2 separate regions of the Danio rerio genome follow, and region 1 is linked to region 2. Evidence: chromatin contacts called from public Hi-C data. All regions are on one chromosome and are shown on one strand. Each heading gives the region's core, a stretch centred on a gene start, on an enhancer-like site or on the middle of the called end of the contact. The rest is flanking DNA. Distances are from core to core; before and after follow the strand shown.

Evidence for each region. A called contact is a pair of places that touch in the nucleus more often than the background predicts.
Region 1: a contact with region 2 is called in a Hi-C map of hematopoietic stem cells, with 2.1 times the contacts expected there. The contact joins the promoter of lrp3 here to the promoter of heatr3 in region 2. A contact is called at or near these places in 2 of 18 Hi-C or Micro-C datasets (hematopoietic stem cells and an unstated tissue).

What each region holds. Positions count from the first base shown.
Region 1 is chr7:38,492,297-38,494,996 of GRCz12tu, reverse strand. lrp3 (low density lipoprotein receptor-related protein 3) reads right to left here and starts at 1,325. Exons shown (of 9, transcript NM_001130634.2): 1 at 1,188-1,325; 2 at 462-705. The coding sequence starts at 546. It overlaps trnat-agu (transfer RNA threonine (anticodon AGU)), which reads right to left and starts at 1,582; the gene lies at 1,509-1,582.
Region 2 is chr7:38,132,124-38,134,823 of GRCz12tu, reverse strand. heatr3 (HEAT repeat containing 3) reads left to right here and starts at 1,377. Exons shown (of 15, transcript NM_200889.1): 1 at 1,377-1,586. The coding sequence starts at 1,452. It overlaps LOC141375405 (a long non-coding RNA gene), which reads left to right. Exons shown (of 5, transcript XR_012383413.1): 5 at 1-295.

The DNA.
Region 1 (2,700 bases), core at 76-2,575, 360 kb before region 2:
TCATAACATAACCAACCCATTTACCCTAGCTGACACTTGGTTGAAGGCATATGGATGTTTACATTTTGACTACAAGTTGGACGGGGGCAGAATAGTTTTAACAAACTGAACTAACTAACTAAACAAACTGACAAGCTGCCAATCTGTGCTGGAGATCATACTGACAGATCATCACTGAGTCGTGTTTATAACTGTCATGGCAACAAGCCAAGAGCGGATATCCCTGTATGGATGCTGCCGCTGCGCCGCCGCTTAACCTTTCTTTGTCATCTGATAATCTTTAACCTGCCTTTACACACTCTCACCGAGAATGAAATGATATGTCGTATATATTTATGTGGAACAATGGAGATAATAAAAAAGTGAGAGCTTGACTTCTAATGCACCTCGCACTTCATTTTTGTTGTTCAATTGAATTAACGTCAGTGATAATAACATCACACACTATGAAGTCTACTTACCCACACAAACCCAAGCCCACCGCAGGCAAATCCATTTCATGAGGTAAAGCCGAATAGTCCCGATTCTCTCCATCATCGCCGTCATCTCCTGTTGTTCGCGGCTCAGGTCATTTCCTCATAATCCAAACCGATTTTCAACTCGTCTCATGTCGGTTTCAGGTTTTCTCTCGATTCAACTTCTTGCATGAGCTTCAAAAGCGGCGTGTGTGCCTCCGTGTGTCCCGCGGCTCATCGCGCTGTCTGTCTGGAGGGAAAAGCAGAAAGACCTTCAGGCAGGAGAGAGAGACGGGATTGGAGGTTCAGTGGGAACAACAGGACACATCCTTCATCCAGGAATTGACTTTCTTGGTTACTTGCTTATTACGTTTTTGTTTCTTTTCAATACATCCCATCGAGTAGCCTAATGATATCGTCCACTACTTGACAGTATGTGTCAGTTATGTAATAATCTGTGGTTTACTAATCTGGGCACTGCAGATCAGTGAAGTGCTGTCCATCTGCTGGAGCGCATCTCACACAAAATAACACTCGGATCAATTTTCAACACAGCTACATATACAATATACTGCTCATGTAAATGACTGACTGCTCCCCTGAATAGCCAGTATAACACACAAGACTGAGGGCTCTCATTTGATGCGTGTGTATTTGACAGTATCATAAATAGACATTTATATATGAATTTTGCTTGGGTTTGTTTTCATCATTTGTCTGATGGAGACTTACCAGCTGTCGGGACTGTGGAAGTGAAAGCCTGCACTCTTGTGGACGGAGGGTTGCATCGGTGGAAGGAAGCCATGACGTGTGGGCCACATTCCTTTATTTACATGCTAAACAATACCTCCTACCGAGCCTTTTGAAGCAAACAAAAAATTCTGCGTGGTTTCAAAATATACTGCCTAATTTCAACAATGTAAACTACCTACGACTAGACTGTTCTTCACGACATATTTCCGGTTGCATTAGTACTTTTGAATTAATTTTTTACTGCTTAAATCAATCTAATCTTATGTACCTAAACGTGGCTTTGGATCTTCAGGGCATAAAAGGCACCGCTGGGATTCGAACCCAGGATCTCCTGTTTACTAGACAGGCGCTTTAACCAACTAAGCCACGGCGCCGCTGCGTGATTGGTCATCGGTTTTCCTATACGTACGTCATACAACAGTCCGACACACGTTTAGTTACACACTTGAAAGAAATTATTCGTTATTATACTCAGAATCTTCCCATGAATCGAATACATTTATTTTAAACTTTTTAATCTTGTTTAGAACATTTTTTAAACATAAGCAAAAATACATGGTCCCTACTTTTCGACAATTTATGATTGAAGTTGACTCACTGCTCAAATCTTTCCGTAACAAGTCATGTGTAACAACGTGTCAGATTCTTGGTTCTATATGAAGAATTGTTGTCTATTGATTCTGATTTGAGTTAGATAGCTTTTTTAATGCTCTTAATTTATTTCCATACACTTTAATACTTCACTTACCCCTTCCTTTGTTTTGTTGTTCTTTTTCTTTCTGCAGCTAATGTAGTTTGTATTTTTCCCTTTTTGTATCTCTCTTATATTGATCTCCTGATTGTGGTTTTATATTTTCACTCTTTAATTAAAACAATACGCACGCTGTAAACGAGGGCGCTAATGTTTTTAGATAACACCGGACGCTCAAATATAATCGGGCTTTTGTGAAGTTCCCAGATCCTGTAACAATCTCTCCCCTTTAAAAATAAAACTAATATCAATTTTTTACATAATTAGATTTTCCCTAAATACTATTGTACAATACTTATTTATATGCTTTTATATTCACCAAATTTGTGTTCATTTGAATATATTTATTTTAAACATTTATTTTGCACTTTTAACATTTTATCTTTTATTTATATAAACATTGTTTAATCTTATAAATGGCTAATTGTATTAGATAAAATAATGATTTTGAGGTGTATTTATTTTTCATTTATTATTTTATTAATTAATGATTTGATATGAATGCTTGTTCCCCAAACATTTGCATCAACTCCCTAGGACTTCCACCTTAACAAGATCTGAACTACTGTTAGGTTATTTTACAGTTGTGACAACAAAAACACAACATATAAATTTTGTAATCTATATAAACAAGCTGAAAAACATTTTGTAGATGTGTTTTGCATTTATCTACTTGTACAGTGTAAGCAGGTTTGATAGCAGGTTTAAATGGAGTCTAATGTCAGGTGGGACACTTCAAAA
Region 2 (2,700 bases), core at 128-2,627:
GAGTAATGCAACAGTTATTTATCATTTTGAGTGCCTGTCTCAGTTGATAATAACATCATGTTAAGTAAATTAATATGCATTTATTTTAAATGTAATGTTTGATTTGGACTTTGAAATGGGATCAATTTGATGTTTAATTGTGTTATATTAAACAGGTGATCCTGGTTCAATGAACAAAGTATCTTTGACTTGTGTTTAATTTATCCAAGCATTTTGAAATTTGTGGCAAAACGATTGTAAAAAATTGTAAATGTAAATTTCTATTTAATGATTAAAATTTAAATAACTGCTTTGTTATTTTATGTAGTTTCAAATGAATTTATTACTCCAGTCATTATTACTGTTACCATTAATATTAATAATAATAATAAATAATAAAAATGTGTTTTCCAGAGATGGGTTGCAGCTGGAAGGGAATCCGCTGTGTAAAAACATGTGCTGGATAAGTTGGCGGTTCATTTCGCTGTGGCAACCCCTGATCAATAAAGGGACTAAGCCGACAAGAAAATGAATGAATGAATAAAATAGTGATTTCTGAAGGATCATGTCACTGAAAACTGGAGTAATGAAGCTGAAAATTCATCATTGAAATCACTGGAATAAATTATTAAATTAAATGATAAATTACTTTTGAACTGTTATCTTATAGTACAAGGACATTTCACAATTTTTAAAATGTGTACTGTATTTTTGATGAAATAAATTCAGCCTTGGTAAGCAGGAGAAGCTTATTTTAAGATCTTTTAAAATCCCAAAACTTCTATACATATACTATTAACTATTATGCTGGAAAGGTTTTGATTCTATTTTGCTGGTCCCTTGCTATATTCATATGCTGGTCTGAAAATAATTGGGGTAAAATACTCTGAACCATAAATGGATTTATGACTCACAAACTGAGGAAGCACTTTATGGCCTATTCTCCCCTACATTTAGGTAGAGAGTAATATTAACTCATTTCTCTACAGTTAGGGTTTGGATGCTTAAGTTTCAGGTTTGTTCATTATTCAAGTTTTCTGAGAGGGACCGTTCAGACAGATCTGAAGCTCCATGTGGACAAATTCACTCTTGGCTAAATTACAGTTTGAGATTAGACATGGGCTCTCCTGGAGTAGTTTATCTGTATACAGATCAAATCGGTTTGATTTAGATTCATGGTTTCTTCGGTGGGTATTTCAGACAGAGAAACACATGGGTTGATACTGACCGTTTGACATCCAGGATCTCTTCTTGTCGAGTGCAATGATTTCTATGATTTCTCTATGAAACCTGAAGCGTGCTTGCTCCACGGGGTGGCGCTGTCGACTGTCAACGACAGTTTTCGCGCGACAGTTTATTTCACTTTACGGCAGCGACGTACGTCCACATGGTCGCTCGTGTTGTGAGTCTACGCGAGTTTAAAATACAAGATAATTGATATTACACGTCAAGTGTAGTCAAAACAGTTAACAATGGGAAAAACAAAGAATCCTAAATTCAAACGGTCGCAGTTTTCTCCCGACGGTCTTGCAGCAACTGCTGTTAAAAACACTGTTGAAGAAGCAGAAGATGAAGAAGACTCTCCGGCAGCTGAGCTACTGGAAAAAGTAAGCTGACACCACTGTCACAACAGTATTTCTTTTATATTTAATGCTTTATTTTATAAAACAGAATGTCAGAATTACGTGGATTAAACAACATTAGTGTAACTTGTGTCTAAATATGGCTTGTGTGTTGAGCGTGTCTAATAATAGTCGAAAAGACAACATGATATTGTTATAATGAACACTCATAAATGCCTTGAAAAAACTATTAATCGTTCAATATTTTACAGTGCATTTTGAGAATATTCAGATAATTGTTGTTTTGATGTGCTTCATTGGATACTTTAATATGAAACAAAATCTTGACATGTTAATCTGCCCAAAAACTTGCAGAGATGTTGACTGATAATGCTCTGATTCTTGGTAGACCTGGTATTTGTTAAAACTTTACAGCAAGTCAGCATTAGATAACATTAGGTAATTAAACTCTACAGTTTGCGAAAACAACTTGTAAAACACATATTAGATGATGTTAATATAGCAAGTCATTTAAATCAAAACTTGCAACTGTTTTATTTAATAAATTTAATAACGAATTAAGCTCAGCTGTATATTTGTAAACTAACATTTACATAACAAAGTCAATACTGATTTTAGGTCATTTATTAATTGTTGATTTTTACCATATGTCGCATTGGACATACAAGATAAACTCACGCCTTTTTACCTAAAGATGAAGACCCCACTCAATGTTTGTTCTGCACAACTCCCCTTACTGTAAAACACATTTTACTGGACTGTCCTGCTTTTAATGATATCAGAAGCCTTTTTTATGAAATTAACTCTCTTAAGGACATTTTAGCAAAGTGACACCAGAAAAGATTTTGAATTCTTATGTATTCACACTTAAAATCTTATTTAACTTGTGTATTCATTCATTCATTTGTTTGTTGTTCTTAACTGTTTATTTATTATTGAAATGTTCTTCCCATGAAAATAGCCTTAGTTGCTGACAAAAAAATACATTACATTACATTAAATATTGTTAGTAATTTTTTTATTTACCACCACAAACTTTATTGTATATTGAACTCTTTGTAATCCTTTTGCAATTTAATTAGTTTGAAACTTTGAGTTTCTCTAAAACTCTCTGTACAATAAATCAGAGTTGTTGTTT